Regions from separate parts of the Sus scrofa genome. Here region 1 is linked to region 2. Evidence: chromatin contacts called from public Hi-C data. All regions are on one chromosome and are shown on one strand. Each heading gives the region's core, a stretch centred on a gene start, on an enhancer-like site or on the middle of the called end of the contact. The rest is flanking DNA. Distances are from core to core; before and after follow the strand shown. Region 1 has its middle 180 kb from the start of IRS1. Region 2 has its middle 430 kb from the start of IRS1.

What was found. A called contact is a pair of places that touch in the nucleus more often than the background predicts.
Region 1: a Hi-C map of skeletal muscle shows a contact between it and region 2, with 7 times the contacts expected there. The contact joins two enhancer-like sites. A contact is called at or near these places in 2 of 47 Hi-C or Micro-C datasets (both in skeletal muscle) and 1 of 2 datasets of contacts at active chromatin or transcription factors (skeletal muscle).

The regions. Positions count from the first base shown.
Region 1 is chr15:128,128,692-128,134,291 of Sscrofa11.1, reverse strand. No RefSeq gene overlaps it. Among named protein-coding and RNA genes, the nearest start is that of IRS1, 180 kb to the left of the region's middle. Within about 2 kb of position 2,926, at least 2 of the 83 cell types and tissues checked have an H3K27ac peak or open chromatin away from gene starts, as enhancers often do. A contact at or near this core is called in skeletal muscle, where this site is marked.
Region 2 is chr15:127,876,266-127,881,692 of Sscrofa11.1, reverse strand. No RefSeq gene overlaps it. Among named protein-coding and RNA genes, the nearest start is that of IRS1, 430 kb to the left of the region's middle. Within about 2 kb of position 1,437, at least 3 of the 83 cell types and tissues checked have an H3K27ac peak or open chromatin away from gene starts, as enhancers often do. A contact at or near this core is called in skeletal muscle, where this site is marked.

The DNA.
Region 1 (5,600 bases), core at 1,677-4,176, 250 kb before region 2:
TAGTAAGTGCAGTGCAGACAAGATGGATGTTAACCGATCAATCAACCAACCAAGCAGCAAAATTCCCATCAACCTAAGTTTTTGAAGAAGCCAGACTTAGTTAAAGCCATTTACAAACATAACTAGAATAGATGACATGTTAATAAGCCACATTTGAAAAAGGCAAGCTTGTGTGTTTCTCACAGTAATAAAACAAAGGGTAAGCTAGCTGAAACAAAGGTAAGACATCTATTTCCAGGCCACCAAATCAATCTCTGCTTGAAGATATTTTCTTTTTAAAATTTTTTTATTTTTATGGCCACACCTGCCATACATGGAAGTTTCTGGACTAGGGGTCGAATTGGAGCTGCAGCTGCAGGCCTGTGCCACAACGATGGCAACACTAGGTTCAAGCTGCATCTGTGATCTTTGCTTTAGCTTGTGGCGATGTTGGATACTTAATCCACTGAGGGAGGCCAGGGATCAGACCCACATCCTCACAGAAACTATGTCAGCTTCTTAACCTGCTAAGCCACAATGGGAACTCCCTCAAAGATATTTTCAAATATTTTAAGGCTTAAAGGAATATTGTCACTTGAAATTGGTGCATCTACTATGGAAAACAGTATAGAGGGTCATTAAAAATTTTAAAATAGACCCGCCACAAGACCCAGCAATCCCACCTCTGGGTAAGTAGCCAAAGGAAATCAAACCACTATATTGAGGTGATCTGCACCCCATGTTCAAAGCAGCATTATTAGGATAGCCAAGACATGAAAACAACGTAAGCATCCACTAGGGAATGAATGGAAACAGAAAATGTGATACACATACACATATTATCATTCAGCCATAACCAGATGGATATCCTGCCATTATGACAACATGGGTGGACCCTGGAGACCCTGGGGACATTATGCTAAATGAAATAAGTCAGACAGAGAAAACAAAGGCAATTGATTTCATTCATATGCCAAATTAAAAAAAAAAGGCCAATGTCATAGAAACAAAGAGAAAAATAGCAGGTGTCAAGGGATGGAGGCTGGAGGCTGGAGGAAATAGGAGATGTTGATTAAAGGGCACCACCTTCAAATTATAAGATAAAAAGTTCTGGGGATGTGATATTCAGCAGGGCGACTAGAGTTACCAACACTGTATGATATACTTGAGAGTTGCTAAGAGAGCAGGGCTGACATGGTCTCACCCCACATACACAAAGGTGATCACGTGAGATGATGAGATGTTAACTCACCTTACTGGGTAATCGTTTCATAACATGTGCATGTATCAGATCATCACATTGTATGTCACAATGTTATATGTCAATTGTACCTCAATAAGGCTAGAAAAAACATTGTCATAATAGCCAAAAATGTCTAAAATGAACTCTTCATTTCTCACCATGCTTTGCTTTGCTCTTCTCTTTTTTCTTTTTTCTTTTTCTTTTTAGGACTGCACCTGTGGCATATGGAAGTTCCCAGGTTAGAGGCTGAATCAGAGCTGCAGCTGCCCATCTATGCCACAGCCACAATAACTCAGGATCCAAGCCACATCCATGACCTACACCAGAGCTCACTGTGATGCCAGATCCTTAACCCACTGAGTGAGGCCAGGAATTGAACCCAAGTCCTCATGGATACTAGTCGGGTTTGTAACCAGCTGAGCAACAACCAAAAATCCCTGATTTCCAATCCAAGATGGAATTTTCTTGAATGGAATGATCTGCCTCTTAAAATAGCTGTTTTTAAGCGATCTCAATGGAAAAGAATCACTTTGGGAAAGGTGGATTCCTAGAACCTGCTGGTTCACAAAGAGCACCCTTTAAAAACATCATCAGGAGGTAAAAGAATTTATTTCAAGGCATCTCTGGGCTTCTTCCACAGATGAACATGTTAGGCACTTGACATTTGATGGAATAATGAAGTCGTTTTTCATATTTCTTCTCTCATTCAATGAATGGCCAATTTCCAGAACCTTTCGTATGATTCTTTTCAAACTCAGGCGAGCTGACTTGGAACAAGAGCTCCAAGTTCCAAAGGCAGCACAGGCTATGAGATTACATGAATTAGCAGAGAAGAGAATGATAAGAGAGGCTGAGAGGCATACCAGGCATTCTGGCTCCCCCCAAAGCAGCAGGGTGTTAGCACCTGCCCCCATATGCAGTTAGGCGCCCACCTGCTCCCTCTCAAGCATTTTCCATCCTTAGGAAGTTCCAGAAAATGTCACAAATCAAACCTGGATCACAAGTAGAAAGTGGATTTTACCTTGTGAAATCAAAAACAAACAAAAATAAAATAAGAGACCAGGTCATTTCCGGTCAGAAAGGGGATTGAAACAAAAGAGTAATCTTAAAAAGAATACAGTTGTAAAACACACCTTAGGAAAGAAATGCAGTTTTTAAGAACTTGGTGGCTTATTGTCTGGCTTAGTCTCAGAGTCTTGGAATATACTATCCAATAAAGTCATTTTATACCTGCCTGGCTGAGTTTCTTATCTGTGAAATGGGACACCAAAACTGTTTGCTCTTTAACTGACAATAGCAACTTCACCTTCTGAAATTATTAGACAAATCTTTGCCTGTCAAATTAAAATATTCTCGTAACCCTCTTGTGCAAACAAGAGGATTTATCTTCAGCGAATTAGTACCTTCAGTCAGAGAGAGAAAATCTTTTTTTAGCATGCCAATAAAGATCAGCACCTAACTTAAAAAAATAAATAAATCAAAAAGGATTTCCCGGAAGTCTGAGAGGCTTGAATAAGGAATCGGTTTCTTTGTGATTTGGAATGATTTATTCTCAAACAATTCACCTTAGGACATTTTTCTCCAATTACCAAAGGTCTGGCAAGGGAGAATCTTGAGTGACATATTCAACAGAAGATCCTTTGGAAAGCTCTCCTAGTTCCTCTTTGGGATCCAACAAGGGGACAAAGTTAGAAACTAGGAAACATTTGCCTGGCTCCTCATCAGAAAAAGAGATATTTAATCCCATCTAGTATTACATGCAGCTTTGCTCAAAATAAAGCAGCTGCTTGGGAACCGATTTGAGCCCATTTCTATTTAAGCGGATCCATTTTTTGCGTGTGTATCTTCTTCAGCTGAATCTGACTTGTCAGGCTGAGAACATATGTGTGTGCCGTTCCAGAAAGAATGCACATTTATTTTCCTCCCATTTAATGTTTGAACATGATCACAGTCACCAGATGGGTCAGAAAAACAATGACAGCATGGTATAAATCTTCAGAGGGTTTATCAATCTGATTGACTTGAGAAGATAAAGTGGATTTTGCTAGAAATCCAATAAACTCCACCTCAAATAATAATAAGGGTTTGTGCCAATTTTCTCCTTTATTATACTCTCCACCCTTTTACTTTTTGTTCTCTTTTCTCTTTCACTTCCTTCACAGTGTAAGGATTGTTTTATTCTCTAAAGCTGTTAGGTGAGGCTAAATTCTTCTAGCCTAATTGGTCAAGGAAATTGGAGGGCATGTGTTGGAATGGAATTAGTACAGGGCTCAGATTCTTAGCACAGACTCTTCTTCCAAAACAAGCTCTACCTTCACTCCCCTGCAATGTCCTCCAGCCTTGGTTTCTTCGCCAAAAAAAAAAAAAAAAAAAAAAAAAAAAAAATCAAGGCTAACTTTTCCTGAGGTTGCGTGAGTTAGGTTATGAATATGAAGCCTCTAGTCCAAGAGAATGCCAATTACTCCTTTGGATACTCAAAATTAGATTTGTCAGCCAGAAGTACATTCTCTTTAAGGAGGCAGGAATTGTTTCCAAGAGGAAAGAAATGTTCTTTACCAAAGACCTTTGATAGTACATAGAATTTAACCTGTATTCTCTAATGGTACTATGGCCTGGTTGTAGGAATACAACTAGGATATATTCTCTGGATATATTCAATTTGCTCTTGTTTACTAATCAGAAAATTGCAAGTCATATCTCTACCTGTAATGTTAGGCAACATCAAACTCCAGAATTCTCTTTCGTTCCAAAGTGAGGCTTTAGATATCTGATTCTTAAAAAATAACAGGTTGGGTCTACCAGATGGGTCCTGTTGAAATCTACCAGAGTTCCCAGTAAATGTACTCCCCACAGCAAGTCTAGCAGATAGAGATTTTTCAAATTAACATACTGAAGACATCTGGAGTCAAAAAGCCTTCATTTTGGCCACGGAATTTAACAGCTGCCAAGATAAAAGTTTTCAATCAGGTCACTATTCTTTATGGGGATTAGAGACCAGAACATAGGAACAAGTAAGGAACAAGCTAGGACTTGAAGAGGGATTGGTCACCACTGGATGTCTTTTGGCAGGTAATGAGGTGATCATTCTGGCAGATAGTGGGAGGGAGAGTTGAGAATAAAAGTAGGAGGCTATTATAGTGTATAGGTAAGAGATATTTGTGTCTTTTGCTAGGGAATGGCCATAGAGATGGAGGGAAAAAAAAGGATTCAGTATATATTTTTGAAGTAGCCTTTGAATAGAGTGTGCTAATGGGTTGGCTATTGGGAACAGAAGCAATGAGACCAAGAGAGAAATCAAGGATGACTCCTAGGTTTTGAGTTTGTCCACATAGGGGGTGGTGGGTACCATGGAGCATGGATGGGGAGAAACTGCTTGGGGATCAAAACCACAGATATTATTTCAGCTGTGTTAGTTTAACCCTAATGATGCCCATTAAAATTTGATATGAATCAACAGTATAATTAGTGAAAGGACAACTTATAAGAGGTAAGTTCTCTTTTGTTGAAGAACAGGTTACTGAATATCAGGTGCAAAGGGAAACCTAACTTATAGAGAAAATGTAGTATATAACTCTGAGGTGACCTGGCCCTTTTCCTTCTTTCCACATCTCTCAGCTCCTCCTTTTGGATGCCCTTCCCCTTGCCCTGTGTTTCCCGGAGACTGCCTAGAGCTTGTGAAGTTGTCCTCTTATCACTTCCCCTACCGTGCTATGTTGTCTTAATCTCCATTCATTCCAGTGCCTGGCACAGAGTTGATAATCACAGAAAGTTTAAGTGAAGAAGTGAATAAATGAAGGTATGTTGAGGGCCCTAGATCTCCACATCTGGCCAAGGGCATTCTAGGTTGTGATTTGTGAAGGGGAATTGACTTTCAGCTGGACATCAGCATCAGTTTGCTTCTGATTTGTCTTCTCTTCGGTTTATGGCACGGAGTTTCCATCTTAAGCTCTCGTTTTGAGAAAAGATTATGAATCCTCTTGTGACTAAATTCATAGTGTGTCACTTCTAGGTCCTTGAGAAAAGGAGCCCACTAGGCTCTTGCCTGTTCCCCATCCTGCTCATATTCCATCCTCTTCCTGCCCCCTTGAATCTTAGCTGGTGATAAAGTTTTACTCTTTACTAACAGGAGACTTCAGCTACTTTCCCGAGTGTCTAAATATCGCTTGCTTTCAGACCCCCATTTCCAAGGTGTTTTGGCCCATCAGGAGGGTCCATCATCCCTTCCTGGACCTGCTCAGTGGCAATTGTTTGCTGGTATCTCTCTGTGATGCTTGTCCCTGCTTGTTTAGGACCTCCCCTCCGCTTAGCCATATGCTACCACTGAATCCACTCTAACCCCATCCCAATTCATTCACCACCTCAGGGAACAGAGCTAATT
Region 2 (5,427 bases), core at 188-2,687:
ATAGATTAGCACCTGCTGTTTGAACGTCACTGAAACACGCAATTGGGAAGTTGGGCTGTGCGCAAGAGCCTGGGGCCACATCCCTCAAGCCGCTCCAATCCCTGAGCAGGGCTGGCCAAGTGGAGGTTGGCCAGCATCCATGGCCAGACAAATGGCAGGGGGAATTCCTGTCCTAGGAAGAGGAGAACTAGAGAAACTCCCCTGGCTTTTCCCCTGGAATATTATGATGGTGGGATTCTTATGCCTTTTCGTTGATGTATTTGGAGTGACACTTTTCTTGCCTATATCTCAGAGCAACTGAATTGACGTTAAAGATGATTCAGGAGCAAGGTCAAGTACATTTCAGGTGCTCATGCTGTTACTTGTGTTTGGGAAAGCATGTATCTGCATTTGTTTACTTACTTAGTGGAAGATCCACTATAAAATGGGGACAAAGATGCACTGGGTAGACAGGAAATTTTTAAATAAGTACTTATGAAAAAACTACTTTAGGAAAAGCAAGGGGTTTTTTTTCTGTAAAATATTTTATTATTTTATCAATATAAATTTTGATAACACATAATCCTACATAAACAGAAGTAAAAAGGAAACAAAATTTCCTTTCCCCTCTCCAGTGAAAAGCCTTCTACTTGGTACCTACTTCGTTTAGGATGCCACAAAATGATGGTGTGTCAATGTCCCAAATTACTCTGGACAGAACTGAGATGAAAGCCTGGACAAGTATCAGAGATAACATCACCAGCAGGATAACTTTATATTATAACCAAGTGTCCTCACTTCCTTATACATTATGTTTTCATAAGAATTCTTTTTTCTTTTTTCTTTTTTTTCATTTTACAGCCACACCTGTGGAATATGGAAGTACCCAGGCTAAAGATCTAATGGGAGCTGCAGTTGAGACCTACCCCACAGCTACAGCAATGCGGGACCAGAATCGCATCTGCAACCTAGCTGCAGCTTGCAGGAATGCTGAACCCTTTATCCATGGAGGAAGGCCAGGCATCGAACCTGCATCCTCATGGATACTATGTCAGGTTCTTAACCCAGTGAGCCACGAGAGGAACTCCTCATTAGAATTATTAATAGAAATAACAATTGAAGGCGATGACTGCCAAGCTGCTGTCTTCAAGAACACCTGGTCTTGGATTCTGTCATGGATCTGACATTTACAGCATTGCTCACAGCACACGTTCATCCATTCCACTAGTTTACATTTCTAGAGCATATTTAGTGTCATAAGGATCTTTCATGTGCATCATGATATTTTACAGCTTTGGAGTACTTTAGCACTTATGAAACATTCTGCTTCATGATGGAATTTGAGTTTTACAACAATCTTGGTGTTTTAAAGAGGGGGCCCACTGAAGACCTGTGATTTCAGCCCATGGTCACAGGTAAGAGATAATCCAGTCTTCTAATGAGACTTCATTTGAATCCAGGGCTTCTGATTTCTTTTCTCATGGAAAACCACCAACCTGTACCCAAACAAACAAACAAACAAACATACAAACAAACAAAAAACCTTGCAGGTTTGTTCAAAGAGGGGACAGTGAGCAGAATCTGAAAAGAAGAGAAGTCATGACGTAAAAGCCCTCCACACTTGGTGCAGCCCTTACTTAGGGTAGTCGTGTTGCCCTTTTCCGAATTAAGTTATTCCAGCTACATGAAATGCAACAAGATGACACCAGCAGGGCATTGACTTGATTTAGAACTGAGCCGCACACCTGTTCTTCTAAATATAAACAAATTTGCAACCTGAACCATTGGCAGTTGCTGGAGGGTAAGCAAATGGAAGCCTGGGCTGGTGCCTGCCTGCAGCCTGGCTCTGGACTTACCAATGCACAAGGGCCAAGTAAGCATCATGCCAGGCAGAATAGCTGGTATGGCAATCTGGTGGTCACAGTGACCTTTTATCTCACCAGGGAGATTATAATTATTAGCTTTATTATCCTTATTGTTATTTTTAAATGTGCTTAGTTTGCTCTTGCGGCTCAGCTTGTACCCAGCTTGTTGAGCATTCCGGGTCCTCTTGGTTTCTATGTGTGAAAGTTTCCTAACTTGCTGTGTTTGGAGAAAGCTCATCCTAAAAGAAATTGTTTGCTACACTCCAGAACATAAAATTAAATCTATAATGTATTTTCATTTTCTGTGTGAAACTCTGTCCAGGTTCTAGAGTTCCTGGCTATTCAAAGTATGTGATGACTTCTTGATACTACGATGTCTCTTTCCATTCTCACTCAGAGGGAAAGAAACCACACGGGGGTCCTTGGAAACATTCCACATTATCTTTAACTGATGGGATACTCCAGAGGTGATGCAAATGTAAGTAGCCCCGTGGCAGGCATGCTATGGTGAGGATGACGGAGTTGTACAAACTTGAGAGACTTGATTGATCTGATTGGCCAAAGCTCTTAATATGGTCAGATTATGATAATCAGTTGGTTCTCAAAGCTATTTATTTATAGAATGAGCAGAGAAGTCTCTCAATTTTCTTTCAAAATAATTGTTGGAGTTCCTGTCATGGCTAAGTGAAAAAGAATCTGACTAGCATCCATAAGGACGCAGGTTCAATCCCTGGCCTTGCTCAGTGGGTTAAGGATCCAGCATTGCCATGAGCTGTGGTATAGGTCACAGACACTGCTTGGATCTGGCGTTGCTGTGGCTGTGGTATAGGCTGGCAGCTGCAGCTCCAATTCGACTCACAGCCTGGGCACCTCCATGTGCCGGGGGTGTGGCCCTAAGAAGACCAAAAAAAAAAAAAAAATTCCTATGCAATTGCAAAAAATTTGCATGTTGAAAATTTTGAATAGGCATAAAAGCACCTCAAAATAAAACCATTGCCATCTTTTGATTTGCTTATATGTTCCCCCAATGCCAACCTGGTAATTTGATGAATTCTACTAAAATATCTCCTAGCGTGAATAAATATATTGAATTCTTGGGGTAAATCCTAATTGTGTACGGTGAGGTGTTACATATTTAGATGTAGAGATCAATGTATAAATGTAGATTGATCTAGCTGAGATGGTGACAGAGCTGTAATTCAATTCTCCCTTTGAGAGAACCTACAAAGAGTCATTGGCAGACAGCCTCAGCTGCTGCTATTTGGATTGACCTTACCGTAGCCATGCTTTCCCTGGTCTGTTATCAGCCAATGACTGTGCATAGCAGGAAGATCAGAGCTGGGACATTCCTGCTCCTTCCCATCCTCCACCTTGAGGATAAGTCAAAATAACATACAGCCCAACGGAATGGTGGAGTTTAATGCCACCATTAAAGACCTAAAAGATAGTGTTCTCTCTCCATCATGTCCTTTTAAATTTTAATGTATTTTTTATTAAAGTGTAGTTGATTTACAATGTTGTATCAATTTTTGCTGTACAGCATAGTGACCCAGTCACACACATATATACATTCTTCTACTCATACTTTTTTCCATCATGTTCTATCCCTAAAGATTGGATACTTCCCTGTGCTGTGTAGTGGAATCTCATTGCTTACCTATTCTAAATGTAATACTTTGCATCTACTAACCCCAAACTCCTCATTCATCCCACTCCCTCCCCTTCCCCCTTGACAACCAAAATTCTGTGAGTATGTTTCTATCTTATGGATCGTTTCATTTGTACCATATTTTAGATTCCACATGTAAGTGATGTCATATGGTATTTGTTTTTCTCTTTATAACTTACTTCACTTAGTGTGAGAATCTCTAGTTGAATTCATGTTGCTGCAAACTGCATTATTTCATCCTTTTTTATGGCTGAGTAGCATTCCATTGTATACATGTACCACATCTCCTAATCCATTCATCCGTCAAGTTTCATGTAGTTCATCATTCTGGACCCTGCAGAAACTGAATGAATCCTGAAGAATGACTATAGACTACCACAAACACTCAAATAGCTCAATGACAGCTGCTGTATTGGGTGTGGTATCATTGCTAGAAATTTATAAGGTCTAAGGTAGATTGCATACGGCCACTAATTTGGTGAGTGCGTTCTTTTTTATTCCACTCAGAAGAGAAAGACAGAAACAGTTCACATTCATAAGGACTACACAACAATAATTATAGTTTTTCCCAATGCTATGTTAATTCTCTTCCTCTTTCACAAAGACACAAATCCATCTGTATATCCTAAAGAACATCATGTTGCTACCATATATCAAATGTGTCATGTCGAGCAGGCTGAGCAAGAAGTGCTTAGAATGCTGGAGACCTCTATGAGATAAAAACACTCTAGAGGGTGGGAGGTAAACTCAGTGATGAATCCGGGACCTATCTCTTTAGTAAACATTTAGGAATCCAGTTGTCAGGAGATTTACAGTACATAACCTCCAAAGTATAAGTTAATTGGCTACATCTTGTGCTCCCTACTACTAAGAAGGCAGGGAGGCCAATCTCCTAGGAGATTTCTTCAGTTTCTGGAGCATCACGTTGTACCCACAAGTCCTAAGAATATAGCTCTCTTCCATATGCTGGGTGACGTGGAAGGCTGCCACATTTGACTTGGGCTTAGAGTACGAAAGGACTCAATAGTAAGTCAGGCTGTTGTGTTAACAGTTTTGCTGTTTGGGCCACAGACTCCAGTTACCTCTATGTTGGAAGATTTAGTGGCATAAAAAGATAAAGTATGGAAAAAAGGGCAAGCCTAACTAAGAGAATCACCGTGAAAACCTCCTAAGTTCTAGAGCAAGGGTATGCCATTGAGTGAGAATTATATGGCTTTTGGAAAACAAAACAAAACAACAACAACAACAAAAAACCTCTTCACATCTTATTGGCTCTGCTAAAGGTAGAACATTTCACTATGGGGCCCCTAATGATCTTGCATCTAGAACTGACCATTATGAGTGAGGTTCTATTGGACCACTAAGTCATACAGTCAGACAAACACAGCAGCAATCCATTGTAAGCTGGAGATTGTGCACGATGGGTGGAAGCTTAGCTGGACCTAATAGTATGAGTAAGCAGCATGAGCAGGTAGCTCAGATTCCTAGGTGTCTCACCAAAGTTGCACCAGAACCACTGCTCAGATTTGTCCCTCTGGCTGTATTGTAGTGGGGAGATCCTATATGGCCAGCTGAAGGAGGAGAAAAAAATCAATTTGGTTTACAGACGGAGGAGCTTGGTAGATTGGTGCAAGCTAAAAACAAAAAGAAGCTGCATTATGGCTAAAATCCGAGGTAACCTTGAGAGTCAGTAAAGAAAAATCTTTCCAAAGATGGAGCTGTGGGCAGAGTTTGTGAGTTGAAGAAAAAGTAACTAAAGGTGAGGGGTAGCTAAGGGTGGTCAGAGCCTGTAAGAAAAGGATTGGGAAATTGGAGACAAGGAGGTGGATGGAAGTATGGGAGTGGACATGGAATGTGAAGACTTCTTTATGTCCACTACAAAGCACTTACCTCTGAAAAGTCACTGGAAAACTA